Regions from separate parts of the Mus musculus genome. Here region 1 is linked to region 2. The links are chromatin contacts, called in public Hi-C maps. All regions are on one chromosome and are shown on one strand. Each heading gives the region's core, a stretch centred on a gene start, on an enhancer-like site or on the middle of the called end of the contact. The rest is flanking DNA. Distances are from core to core; before and after follow the strand shown. Region 1 overlaps Spata13 (spermatogenesis associated 13). Region 2 has its middle 29 kb from the start of 4930563I02Rik.

What was found. Hi-C and Micro-C count contacts between places; a contact is called where the count stands out from the background.
Region 1: a Hi-C map of CD4 T cells shows a contact between it and region 2, with 2.8 times the contacts expected there. The contact joins two enhancer-like sites. A contact is called at or near these places in 2 of 484 Hi-C or Micro-C datasets (CD4 T cells and regulatory T cells) and 1 of 115 datasets of contacts at active chromatin or transcription factors (memory CD8 T cells).

Annotation. Positions count from the first base shown.
Region 1 is chr14:60,725,519-60,733,115 of GRCm38.p6, forward strand. All of the region lies in intron 4 of Spata13 (spermatogenesis associated 13), which reads left to right. Among named protein-coding and RNA genes, the nearest start is that of Gm34997, 39 kb to the right of the region's middle. Within about 2 kb of position 1,828, at least 64 of the 459 cell types and tissues checked have an H3K27ac peak or open chromatin away from gene starts, as enhancers often do. A contact at or near this core is called in memory CD8 T cells and regulatory T cells, where this site is marked.
Region 2 is chr14:60,112,767-60,119,336 of GRCm38.p6, forward strand. No RefSeq gene overlaps it. Among named protein-coding and RNA genes, the nearest start is that of 4930563I02Rik, 29 kb to the left of the region's middle. Within about 2 kb of position 5,190, at least 35 of the 459 cell types and tissues checked have an H3K27ac peak or open chromatin away from gene starts, as enhancers often do. A contact at or near this core is called in memory CD8 T cells and regulatory T cells, where this site is marked.

The DNA.
Region 1 (7,597 bases), core at 578-3,077, 610 kb after region 2:
CACTGCGTCCTGGCCATGCTTGGCAAAGCACTCTTCCTGCTGTGTTACACCCCCCCCCCCCCACTTCCTGCAAAGTTCTGTAGCACTGGTGGTCCGCATCCAGGCACTCAGGAGGCTGAGGCAGGAGGATCAGGAGTTGAAGGGCAGCTGGGGCTACCTAGCAAGACCTTCTAAAACCCAAAGTTAAATTTAGTACAAGTCTTTGGAAATATTTTTATTACATTTCTTTCTCTATTTTGTGTGCATGTGTCACGGCATGCAGGTGGAGGACAGAGGTGCAGGAGCCTACCTCGTAGGTCTCGGAACCCAAGCACCTTGAGTCTTGTGAGCCCTTGAAGTTGTTGGGCAACACAATGATCATTTGCCCGCCGTTGCCTTAGCGGTGTGTGTATGTTCAAAAATCTGCTTCTAGTATTTTGAAAGTAATGGATTTATATATTAGTTTTCGTTTTTGTTTTTTGTTTTAGAAAACAGGCCACGTGTTTCTGTTTTTCTTTGGTACAGTTAGCAGAATGAAGCAATGCAGTTGGGGAGGAGAGGAGACTTGCACGGCTGATCTAGCATCATTCTGACCTAACCTCTGTTGGAACGATTTTCTGGTGAACAGACTGTTGTCTCAAAAAGCCAACATAGGATCCCCCTCTTCCACTGAGTCCTCCTGGCCAGGGCCAAGTTACTTATCTCAGAGTCTTAAACCATCCGTAAAGAGAACTGACTTAATCTCTGACTCAGAGCCAGAAACCTGGCCTGGCACAGTGTGAGTAACTATGGTGATGACCTAGGAACATCCCACAGGGGCGTGAGCAGTGAGCCTTTCAGCAGCTTATTCGACCACACCTGCCAGTGGCCCATTCTGGACAAGCTGCCCTCTCTACAGAGTGGCTTAGAGCTCTGGGTACGACACTCAGATATAGCTGGAGCTAATTTAAAATACGTATACTCAGGTTATTAGGGGAAATCTTCACTGAATCTTTTCCTTTGATTCTTGTGACCCAAAACCTGAGTAACCACATAATTGGCCATGAATCACCTAAAATTTTATTATCCCGAGACTCCATTTGGCATTTTATTAGAACGAAGGGCAAAAGAGAAAGGCTGTGTCCAGTGCTTGTGGTGTGGGTCTCACATGTGTGGGCAGATTCAGGTAAGTATGAAACACCTTTGTGACTCCTCCAAGTCATAGCTGTTGGCAAGGCATTGGGATGCATGACTGACTGTCTTAGTATGCCAGAGATTATGAGTTTGAGACCAGCCTGGGCTGAAAAATGGTTGCCTAGCATGGCTCCGGGAAATCCTTTTGGCTTGATCTGTAATATCATTATTATTCAAGGCGTGCGTGCTTTTATTTCTTTCTTTGTTGTTTTTTAAAGTATTTGTATGTTGTGAGCATACACCTGGAGGTAAGGGCAGAATGTGTGGGATCCTGGGTCTCATATGGCTTCCAGAGATCAAATCAGGAGGCCAGGCCCTGTGGTAGGTGACTTTACCCAGTGAGCCAGCCGTCTTGCCAGCCTCATTTGCTGTCTTGAGGCAGTCTCACTATGTATGACCCCAGGATGGCCCTGAAGTTGCCCTCCTGTCTCCAACTCCTAAGCCCTAGGGTTACAGCGTGCCCCTCCATACCCACCCTGCTGGAGTTACAGCCTGCCTCTCTTGGCACAGCCTGCTCCTGCACTCCCTTTATGCTGCTTTTTCAAAAATTTTCCTGGACAGTCCTAGCCAGACAGGGTGGTTTACACCTATAATCCCAGACATTAGAACACCATGACAGAACTGCCACAAATTCAAAGCTAGCCCAGACTACAGAGTCAGGTGGGTGTGTCGGGTGTGGGAGGGGGAGGAAATAGGAAATCTGATCTGAGTTGCTTAAGCATCTGAAGAGGGTGGCAGTAACTAGGCTGTAAGGACAGTTGGTTAAGGCTGCGGGTGACCCCAGCTTTGTCAGGTGTAGAGGTCACGTGTCCTAGCCCATCATCCCTTTCCCTGCCGGCCTTATACTGCATACCAAGGGATTATGTGTGGTATTGGCTGTACTTAACTTGTAAAAGAGGATGAATCCGATTGCTTATCTGCAGGCACATCCTTGCTGTTAGTGCTTTGCTGGCTGCTAAGACTGGATAGTAGAATGCTGTCCCCAGTTGGGAGATAGTGTGGATTCCACAGAGTCCTAGGAATCCAGAAATTGTGCTGCTTCCTTTCAAAGAGAGGATTAGGAACAGGCCATAACTGCCTGAAGCCTGCTGCCTCTAGGCTGAGATTCTGTGGGCTCTAGTAGCCACTCCTAGCTGGTATTTCGTGGCTTATCGTTGCCCATAATCAAGGGTTTTAAAAAGGAACAGAGTGTTCTCTCTCTGTCTCAGAAAAACATGATAAAGATTTTAACTTTTTATTATTTTTATAAGGTACAGGGTCTTGCTTTTTTATGTAACCCAGGCCGGCCTGAACCCTCACTCCTGCATCAGCCTCCCCAGTGCTGGGGTTATAAACATGCGCTGCTGTGTCCAGCCCGGAATTTAACCCTTTGCAGCAAACTCATCCATAGCTTCCCATCTTCTAGCACTTCAAACAGTCTCTGTTTTATGTCTAGTGTTTGTTCCAGTCACTGTAAAGTCGAATCGAAAAGGAGAACCATCTCAGAAGACCGTGTGTTTGATTTCCAAGTTTCGGAAAGTGACTTTTAAAGAACAGAGAAGATTAAACACCCTAGGAAGGACACACACACACACACAGTCATGGTCCCCATGACTGGATTGATCTTACAGAGAAGGAACGGGAGGCCTGAGTGTGTGTGCTTAGGGACTTCTGCCTAGCTCAGCTGTTCCACTGAAGAAGTCTGGAGTAGAGCTTGCTGGCACTTAATCCAGATCACATAGGCATAGGGTTTTAAGTAACTGGAGAGACACTGAAAAGAAGATAAAGAAGTCAAGTGTATCCTTCATCTGTAACTGGAGGCAGTCCCCCTGCCTCAGATTTCTCTTGTGCTGGAATGATAGGTGAGAGCTACTTTAAGCCGGCAGATGCTGGCTTACAATTTTACTTTCATTTATTTATTTTGAATGAATTTGGGCTGGTATTTAAATGCCTGAGCCCCTGGGAGACATTTCTTATTTTAACCACTATGTTCCACTCCCTCACCCCTATAATCATATAATGCAATGTGCTTTCAATCCAACTTCAAGGTCTCTCACTGTCTTTCACAATCTCAGAGCTTTTTAAAAGTCCAAAGTCTCCTCTGAGACTGAAGCCATCTCATAAATACACCCTCTACTAAGATCAAAAAGGAAATTACATACTTCAACATATAATGAATGCCACAAAATATATATTACCATTCCAAAAGGGAGGAATGGGGACATCGAGGGCAAAGAATAGACCATAGCAAGACTGAAATCCAGCAAAACAAATACCAAACTCTGTAGCTCCATGTCTGGTGTCAAAGGCTTTAGATGTCTGTACCCCTCTAGCTACCTACAGTCTCTGTCTCCTCGTCTCCTCATACTTCCCTCTTCCTCTCTCTTCCTTTTTCTCTCATTCTGGCTGGTTTCACCCCCTGTGTGTAGCTCTCCCCCGCAGATGTCTCACAACTCTGGCATCTTCAACATCTGGAGTCTCCGCTGCACACCAGGCTTCATTTCCTCAGCTTCATACAATAGCCTCTCACAGCTTCCCACCCTCTCAGCCTTCACGCAGAGGCCTGTCTTACATGGCTCTCTGAAACTGAGGAGGAAGAATGAATGGCCTTCACTCTTAAACCCTTCATGCCTCTAAAGCCACCACCATGTGGACAACACTGCCAAGTTTGGCTGCCACTTGGAATGGACCCTGCCCCACTTGAATCTCATTAGCAGCGACTTTTTACACTTTTAGTCTCGAAGAGAGCTATTTTCTATCTTTCAGTTTGGCTCTCTTAGGCTCTCTTTCAGTTTGGAAATTTAGTTGGATGGGGTCTTGCCTGAGGACACCTTTTCCTCTTCCCATTGAGGCGCCTTAGGCTTCTTGTTCATGCTGTTAACCTAAGATTGCAGCCTTATGCTTTGGAAATGTCTCTCCAAACTGTAGATTGTGTAATTTTTTTTTTATTGTGGATCTTCATAAGCATTCTTTAAAAAGTAACTCTACTACAAACTCGATATTAAACAGTCTTGACATGTCCTTCACCAGAGAAATAGTCCATTACTTTTTTAACTTAACCCAGGGAAGTTCTCAGGTCACAGGCAAAAGTCAGCCAGATTCTTTGCCAAATGTCCTATGAGTAGCTTCTAGCCCAGTTGATGGTATCTTTCCCCTCTGAAGCATCTTGCACTGGGCTCCATCATCCATGTAGCTCTCAGCACTGCTGTCTTTCTGCTGAGCATGGCTCACGGCATTCAACCACTTTTTTAGTTCAACATCTTCCAGAAAATAACGTGGCTAGCTTCTTCCTCACATCAGCAGCCCTCTTTCTGGTCCCACTTTCTATATTAGTTCATTTTCTGTTACTCAATAACACAAGGCAACTTAGTGGGAAGAATTTATTTGGCTTATGGTGCCAGAGGGGTGAGTCCAGTCACTGTGGAGAGACATCGCCTCAAGCACGGGGCAGGTCAGTAGGAGTAGGAGGCTGAAGTACCACGTCTCCAAACACAAACACGAAGCAGAGAGAGCCAACTGGAAACAAACAGGTGAGACTCTGTACTCTGAGAGCCCACCCGCAGTGACACATTCCATCAGAAGGATGGCACCTACTAAACCTTCCTGAAAAGCACCTCCAACTAGTGACCCGAGCCTTGAAATGCCTGAATCTCTGGGGAATGTTTCTCCTTCAAACCTTCAAACAAGACCTGTGCCACCATGCCTGGCTGACTTTCTTTTAGTGTTTGCTATCAGTATGTGAGAGATAGATAGATAGATAGATAGATAGATAGATAGATAGATAGATAGATAGATAGATAGATGGGTATGGGTATGGGTATGGGTATGGGTATAGATATAGATATAGATATAGATATAGATATAGATATAGTATGTGAATACATTGTAGCTGCATTCAGACACACCAGAAGAGGGCATCGGTCCCATTACAGATGGTTGTGAGCCACCATATGGGTTCTGAGAACTGAACTCAGGACCTCTGGAAACGCAGAAGGACAAGACTTTAATTTTCACCCTGCTTGAGGGTTCCCCACCCCCGTCATCCACCGGCAAATGTAGGCTGTAATCCTCATGTTTTTAAAAAGCCCTAAAGTCAAACCACTTTGTTCTGTGATCGCTTCTTCCCCTCAGCCTGTGTAGGTGTGCACACACCTGCGCAAGTGTGTGTGCATGTGGGGAGGCCAGAAACCAACACTGGATTTCTTCCTCATTCTCTTCACTTTATTTTTGAGACGGCATCTCTCATTGCTTGGTCTAGGCCTCACACATGCAAAGCAAGTTCACCATCCCTGAGCCACACTCCTTCCAGTCATACGGCGTCTTTTAAAGGAAAGATTTGAAACTGACTTGGTCTTGCTTTGCCTTTATTTTAGGTTGTTTATTTTGTTTTGTTTTGTTTTAATGTGTATGGCTATTTTGCCTGCATACATGTATGTTAACCACATGTGCCCATGATATCCAAGAGGACATCAGATCCCTGATCCTGGAGTTATAGATGGTTGTGAGACACCGTGTGGATGCTGGGAATTATACCTGGTTATCAGGGAAAGCAACCAGTTCTCTGGACCACTGAGCCAGGTCTCAAGCCCCTTGTCTGGTTATTTTTTTCCTTGTCTGGTTTTTAACTAAATGAAATTTATTTCCAGTTGTTCTGGAGGCCAGGAGTTTCAGTGCCAAGCTGCCAGCACCAAGTGAGGGCTCTCCTGCTCTCCTGATTGTATGATGAAATGTATCATGTGACCAGAGCAATGGCCTGTGTGATATGGGATTTTTTTTTTTGGTTGATATTTGTTTGAGTTTAACAATTTCTTATTTATTTGTGTACATTGGTGTTTTGCCTGCATGTATGTCCGTGTGAGGGTGTAAGATCCCCTGGAACTGGAATTGCACACAGTTGTGAGTTGCCATGTGGTGCTGGAAATTGAACTCAGGTCCTTTTGGGAGAACAGCCAGTGCTCTTAACTGCTGAGCCATCTCTCCAGCCCTATTTACTTATTTTTGAGGCAGGGATTCTATCAGTCCAGGCTGGTGTCTAAATCACTATGTGTCTGAAGATGACCCTGGTCTTCCTGCCTCAGCCTACTAAAGTGAGCCATGACTCTGCCCCCCTCCAGTCCACCTCCCTTGTGTGTGTGTGTGTGTGTGTGTGTGTGTGTGTGTATTTTACTGGTGATTAACCCCACTTTGCACTGAGCTGTACCCTAAGCTTTGGTTCCGTTGGACTGATTTATTTTGAGGTAAGCTCTCACTACCACAGATGCAGGCTAGCTTTGGACTCACTGTTCTCCGGAGTGCAGGGTTTATAGACATGCACCACCTGATCTAGCTTGATGCTGTGATTCTGCAGGGAACTTGATGATTCTAGGGTCCCCAGTATTCACAAGCTGCTGTGGCCCAGGACAGCTAACCTTTATCAGTGACCAGGGAGATGGCCCAGGTACTGCCAACACTGGGTCAAATCTTTCAGACAACCAGGGGAGGGTCCTGAGTGCCCAGTCGCCCCTCCTTAGCATGTGAGGAAGCAGAAGCCAGGTGGAAACTTGCTCTAGTCTAGTGAAGACAGCAGCAGTGTAGTGGTTCCCTCCGGTTTTGAAGCACAAGCTCACAATTGCCGTTGTATTTTACCAGCTGCCTTTATAAAACCCTTTTTAACCCATATGTTGAGGATGGTCACGGGACCGGTGGTTTTGTGCATATTAACTCGTTATTCATAAAGTTTAAAAGACAGTGACTTCCTGTCTAGAAGAGATGAAGGAAGCACACTGTTGACAGCTGTGTGGAAATGTAAAAGAGTAGCCTGCTGATTGCTTATTTGGGAAATACAGAAAAGCATGGCGGAATTAAAAGTAACTCACACCAATATTTAAGGGAACTGTTTTTACAACAAAGCCCATATTTTACCTAGTAGTGGATACAAGTATTACTTTCACAAAGCATACACATACTTGTTATGTGTGTGTCTTCATCGGCTTGCAGTTTTTACACATATATTTTTTTTAAACAAAAGTCCCTTCTTTAGTGACTCCATAAATTATAGTTAGTTAACACTATAGTAGCATCATAACTCAGATTTTTGGCATTCTATGCTGTGAAATCCTAACCCCATCTCCAAACCCAGCAACTCTGTGCTTTCTTCTCTGAAACCAACAGCTTTGGGAAAGTGCTCTGCAGGGCGAGAGCAGCCCCGGGGGCTGGAGTGAGGAGTGGCACTTTTCCATCACCAGGGCTGAGCTGCCGGCGCGCTCAGTGGATTTGTGTTCGTTTAGAATTTCCTCCCAAAAGTCAGCGCGTGGTGATGTCGCTGGAGTGACTAGACGAAGCCTGAGTCACGGGCGGGCGGGCAGCAGGCTGTTAGTTTCTGGGCAGCTCTGGCCAGGAGAGCACACAGCAGTCAAGAGTTCCCACAGCTGCTAGCCTGAACCGCGGGCCACCCTCCAGGATGAGCTGAAGCCCGGCTTCCTTGGTC
Region 2 (6,570 bases), core at 3,940-6,439:
ATTCCTCAGCACGAGCCACTGGAAGTCCCTGGTACAGTTGCCCTTGGCTTCTTCCTAGGACCTGAAGGTAAGACTATTATTGCAGATATCACATACTTCAGTCACAAGATTTTGAGCAACTGATCTGGAACTGATAAACAGCCTCCTCTCTGACAATGAACTCTCATAGTATCAGGTGGTGCTATGCAACTTGCCAATGGGGGAGGGGTGGGGGAGGGGCAATTCCTACACAGTGATAAAACCTATGGTCCACAAGAATGATCAGTCCAATGGTACTACCGGAGGATCCCACAATACCTCTCCTGGGCATATATCCAGAAGATATTCCAACTAGTAAAAAAGAAATATGCTCCACTATGTTCATAGCAGCCTTATTTATAATAGCCAGAAGCTGGAAAGAACCCAGATGCCCCTCAACAGAGGAATGGATACAAAAAATGTGGTACATTTGCAAATGGAGTACTACTCAGCTATTAAAAAGAATGAATTTATGAAATTCCTAGGCAAATGGATGGACCTGGAGGGTATCATCCTGACTGAGGTAACCCAATAACAAAAGAACTCAAATGATATGTACTCACTGATAAGTGGATATTAGCCCAGAAACTTAGAATACCCAAGATATAAGTTACAATTTGCAAAACACATGAAACTCAAGAACAACGAAGACCAAAGTGTGGACACTTTGCCCCTTCTTAGAATTGGAAACAAAACACCCATGGAAGGAGTTACAGAGACAAAGTTTGGAGCTGAGACAAAAGGATGGACCATCTAGAGACTGCCATATCCAGGGATCCATCCCATAATCAGCCTCCAAATGCTGACACCATTGCATACACTAGCAAGATTTTTCTGAAAGGACCCTGATATAGCTGTCTCTTGTGAGACTACTCCGGGGCCTAGCAAACACAGAAGTGGATGCTCACAGTCAGCTATTGGATGGATCACAGGGCCCCCAATGGAGAAGCTAGAGAAAATACCCAAGAAGCTAAAGGGATCTGCAACCCTATAGGTGGAACAACAATATGAACTAACCAATACCCCGGAGCTCTTGACTCTAGCTGCATATGTATCAAAAGATGGCATAGTCGGCCATCACTGGAAAGAGAGGCCCATTGGGCATGCAAACTTTATATGCCTCAGTACAGGAGAACACCAGGGCCAAAAGTGGGAGTGGGTGGGTAGGGGGTGGGGGGGGTATGGGGGACTTTTGAGATAGCATTGGAAATGTCATTGAGGAAAATACCTAATTAAAAAAAAGAGAATGATCAGTCCATCAAGATTTCCACAATGGTGCATCTTGGGGATAATCAGCAGCTGTATGATTAGAATTAAGGCCTCTCAATAAGAGGAGATTCACAGTCAATACTGTAAATCTAGCCAAGCATCAGTGGCTGGTAAGGTCATGGGTCCTAGAGGCAATCCTACTACTTTCAGCTTCCTAAACCAGGATAATTGCTAACTCCATTCTAAAAAAAAAATGTATCCTTATCCACAGATAAGTGTCGTTCTTACTACTCATTAAAGAAACTTCTCTATGTAGCAGATGGAAACTCTTACAGAAATCCACAATGCAGAGTTCAACAGACCGCTGTGTTCAACACAACTGAGACATCTACTGTACAACTGCTATCCTACATCAAAGGCTCAGGTGACATTATTGAAGAGGGAGCAGAAAGAATGTAAGAGCCAGAGGACCAGGAAGTTAGGTAGGTTTTAGAATAAGAAAGACTATCGGAGTTAAAGACTCAGTTCATAATGATCAATGGGTCAGTTCCAAAGAGGAATGAACAACTCTTACTGCTTTTGTTTCTTTTGCTTTGTCAATTTAATACACACTAGAATTATCTGAGTAGAGGGTACCACAAGTGATAAAACACCTTTGTAAGACTGGCCTGTGAGCTAGCCTGTGAGATGTTTTCTTAATTAATGATTGATGTAGAAGGGCATAGCCCACTGTGGGTGGTGCTAACCCTACACAGGTGCTCCTGGGTTGACTAAGAAAATGAAAATGAGCAAAATGGTAAGCTGCATTCCTTCTTCAGTTTCTGCCTCCACAATCCTACCTTGAGTTCCTGTCCTGCTTTCCCTCAAAGGACTTATAAATCAACCCTTTCCTCCCCAAGTTGCTTTTGGCCGTGGTGTTTATCACAGCAATATAAATAAGTAATTTGGCATCTATTAACAAATATCGAAGGAAAGGAATCTTTCCACATGGGGAAGTAGACTGAGACACAGCTACACACCAGCCACTACTGAACTTCTTCCAAAGCCAGAAGGCTGAGCACAACCACCATACAGCACCTTTACACAAAGGACACCTGTAGATAACTCTAACAAAGGAGGGGCACACTGCCTGGCAAGGCAGACCTCCGCCAGTACTATCACCTACCGTCTCTGCATGGAAAACACTGAGAGGATGCATTCTCTCCTCCAGCTAGAAAGAGATCAACAGCTCTTTGAAAAATTTACATACACTTGAAAATCAGGGAACATTCAGAGAGAATGCAGGGAGCGATTATAGACTGAACATAAATAAACGTCAAAAATTATGTGCTTCCACATAGACATTTATAGCTTAAATATTTATGTTAGAAAAGTAGATGCACATATCATACAACACACACACACACACACAATTAAAACCACCAAGTGGAGTAACAGGAAAGATATACAGACGAGAAACAAGTCAAATGGGAAATGGTCAAATACAGACTTTTGAAGTTGCAACTGATTCTGTGAAAAGATTCACATTTTGTCTACAGATTTAACTTACAGAAATCACAAGGAATTTTCTTACAACTGTCCATAGTTGAGAAACATAAGAAATGATTTTATTATCCTGAAGGAACACTTTAATTAAACTTATCTACATGAAGCCCATTTAAGTGTTATAAATGAGTAAAACAAACAAACAAACAAACAAAAAATAGTTGGTGTTTCTCTAATCCAGTGCAGCTAAATTTTAGTCAACTTAAAAGCTAAAATTCTTTCAGGAAGAAAAAAAAAACCCACAAACCGGACCTGGTCATTACACATGGTATACTTGATCCAAAATGTCACACTGTACCATAAATATATACAATTCCTATACAATCCTATACAAGCATCTTTAAAGAGAGGGGGGCTCTAAGATCTATTAAAACACCTCTTAACTAGCAGCTAAGAAGGAGTGGCATAATAAACTGAGTTATGCTAAAAGTGTTATTGATTGAAACCTAAGTCTTTATGGTATTTAAACAAGAGGAGAAATGTGAATTAGAAAAAAGTTCAAGTTGTACTTGACTCATTTAATCTGAAAAGCAATTTGAAATGAGCATTTGACATGTGAATAATTACTTAGGAACTTCTTAGCCACCCCACTGTTCTCTAGATTAGGTTAAGAAAATAAAAGTTGTATCAACCTCCAAGCCTCCCACACAGAGCAGCCAAAGAATCCGCTCACTCTTTTCTGCTTAGCCAAAAAAAAAAAAAGTTCCGCTCTAGTCAGACAGATTTGTTTTAGATAAATTTTGAATTTATAATGTTCTTCCCATAATAAATATTTCACTCAGTGAGAAACCTCATAAAAATACCCGGTGATTCAATACTGCAGTCTCCTTGGAAGATGAGGCAAGGCTACCAATGTGATTCTTCTGTTCCTGCAGAATGAAGCCAAATAATCCCACCCCCAAGCCTGTGAGCCTCAGGAAGAGCCATTTCACCCTGACCAGTTAACAAACTCACTAGCTCAGGGGGACTGTCTGCTGCAAGGCTCTTGCTGAGGGCAGGGCAGCAGTCTGAGAAACTCACATGCAACTGTGTATAAGCACATGCTGACCCCCTTTTCTCACTGGAGCTGCTTAGGTGAAAGGTGGGTGGTGCCCAGCAGCACACATTCTCTACTGAGTCACCAATGTCAGAAGATGTATACACGGTGCATTCTGAAGTAGCCTAACTGACTTTCCTGTGAGAGAGGCATGGTCAGGAGAAGAGGGTGGTGGCCTGGACACATGGACAAGAGGGGGGCATTTGGTGACAATGGCAGCCAGTATGGAGGCCAGCCTGAGCACAGGGCCACCAGCATCACCACCACCTCTGGAGTCTCCAGACTCAATGTACTCTGGAGAATCTGAAAGGCAAATGGAGAGAAGAAAGAAGAAGGAGAGGGAGAGGGAGGGGAGATGGAGGGAAGGGAGGGAGGGAGAGAGACACCTCAGACAATCCCACAGACACCTATTACCTTTACTCTATATCCCATCATCTTATGACTTATCAGCTGCTTCAGCTCCCACTGAATAACGGAGCAGTGATTCTATCAAGGAAGCTTAACCTTGCTCTTCACCCTGCTCACCTCGTACCCTACTATGTAGCCATAGGAGCCCTGCCCCTAGCATCCCACACTCTTGGTCCATAGGGTTTCTTGGGCTTCCACTGACCAACCAAGCACTGCAGGTTCCTGCCTCCTCTACCCCACCACTCCTCTCTGTGCCCAGCCATTCTCTACAGGAACCCCAATTGTGCTGTTTGAGACTAGGGAGTCCTCCTCCCTCCTTTCCCAGTAGCCTCTTTAAATTGTCTTTTCCTTCTGTACTCTATGACTAAGAAGTAGTCTAGGGGTTTTTGCAAGTACATGAGGATGGAGACTTGGGCTAAAATGTTTAAAAAAAAAAATCAATACTTGACTCCAGTCAGCATGCCTCAACTTAGTCAATAAAACCAGGTCCACTCTGAGCTAGGAATAGTACATGCTGGGGGATAGAGATTCTGGGGACAGGCACTGCCCTTCTTGAGGGTTAAGGAGACAAGAACAAAGAGTTTCAAGTGCACACCATCAGGAGTTTGTGTGCCCAGCCTCACACAAGATGGCGTGTTCAAGGGTAGCAAGCCCAAGCAGGGCAATGCCCATAGTGGGGAAATGACTAGGCCCCAATCTTAAGAACAACAAATAACTCTCAAGATCACAGAACAGCCTTCTAGATAAAAGAAACAATGTATTAAAGTCTACCAAGACAAAATTAAGTGTTCAGTGTCAAGTGCTGGAAGGTAAAAAGAAACAAGGTGTGCATTGTGTGCTGAAGGGTGATGAGCTTGGGGGACAGAAGCCAGGCTGAAGGACTCAGTTTCCCTGGGGAACACCTAAAGCACTCTGCTGTGGCACTGAAAAGATACCATGACAAGCACAAGATAGAGACAGTAGCAGCACTAACCACAGAACATCAGGGCAGTTGGGCGGGGGAGGGTGCTGGAAAGAGCTCTCTTCTTTAGACGTCTCTAGCCTTCAAGGGAACACTTGAGTTTTGACGTTTGTATAAAAGTTAAAGGCAGATCTGGGCTGGGGAATGAAGATGGGGACAGATGATGGCCACATCAGGTCCCAGTCTCCACTTCCTGTCAGCCGCTGCAGTGTGACCAGCCTCAGCTCCCACCTGCCTGTCTTCTCCTTCATGATGGGTTAAACCCACTGAGATGACAAGCCAAAGCAAATGTCTCCTCAAGAAATACTTCTGTCAGGCATTTGGTCACAGCCACAGGAAATTCAACAGAGGGATGTGAGTTTTTTATCTTTAGAAGCTGAAGAAAGCAAGCATTGAACTCAAAGCTAAGGGGGGCAAGGGGAAGATGAAAGAGGAAGCCAGCAAGTAGACAAGAGAAAAGTATTGCAGACTGATGCAAAAGACAGACAGACACACTTGAAAACCGAGCAAGAGGACGTACAGACAGCAGAAGGAAGGAACGTAACAGCCATCGGTCACCAAGGACTAGGACTGTCTACATATTTGAGAGTAACAAAAGAGAAATAGAGATTGCTTAGGAAAACGAGAGGGCTCTTCACACTTGATCCCTCAAGATGGGGTCAGAACAGATTATTCACCGGACAACACATGCAAAGAAGAAACGTGGCTTTCAGAAGGAGCAGAACTTCAAGGCCCATGCAAGGCCCTGCTTTAAGAACTCCATCTGGCCCAGCGACACACATCTGCAGTCCTACCACTTGAGAGTCTGAGGCAGGAGGATTGTGAGTCCTTCCCACACAGAACATGCCTCTTCTCTCTCACCTGGGATAAAATCACTTCCGGCTTAGACACTTTAGGGGTCAATGTTATCTTCCTGTTGTGAGGGGGATACAGTCACACACACACTCAGTCTCTTCTCCCTTTGCCTGGCATGTACTTCTTCCTGCTTCGGGTTGTGAGAATGGAGTCGGGGGCGCTTTGGCTGACTTGGCTGACAGGAGTGTCTCATAAGAGAGAGTTTCTGTCACTGGAAAGCCTTGAAGGAAAAAGGAAGGGTCTATTTGTCCTTCAATATGTCAGGAAAATAGTTTCTTTTCCTAAAACACTTTTCATGTCAAAATAAATGTAAATTTACACCTGAACTTAACATTTGTCATAATTATTAGAGCAGAAAATTCTACATTTTCATTTGATATATATATTTATATGTATATATATATATACATACATACATACACACACACACACACACACACACACACACACATATATATATGAATGATTCTGTATGTAGTGTTACAGCAAGAAAATGTCAATCTGCTTCCCAGTTATTAGGGTTTTATTAAACTGTGAA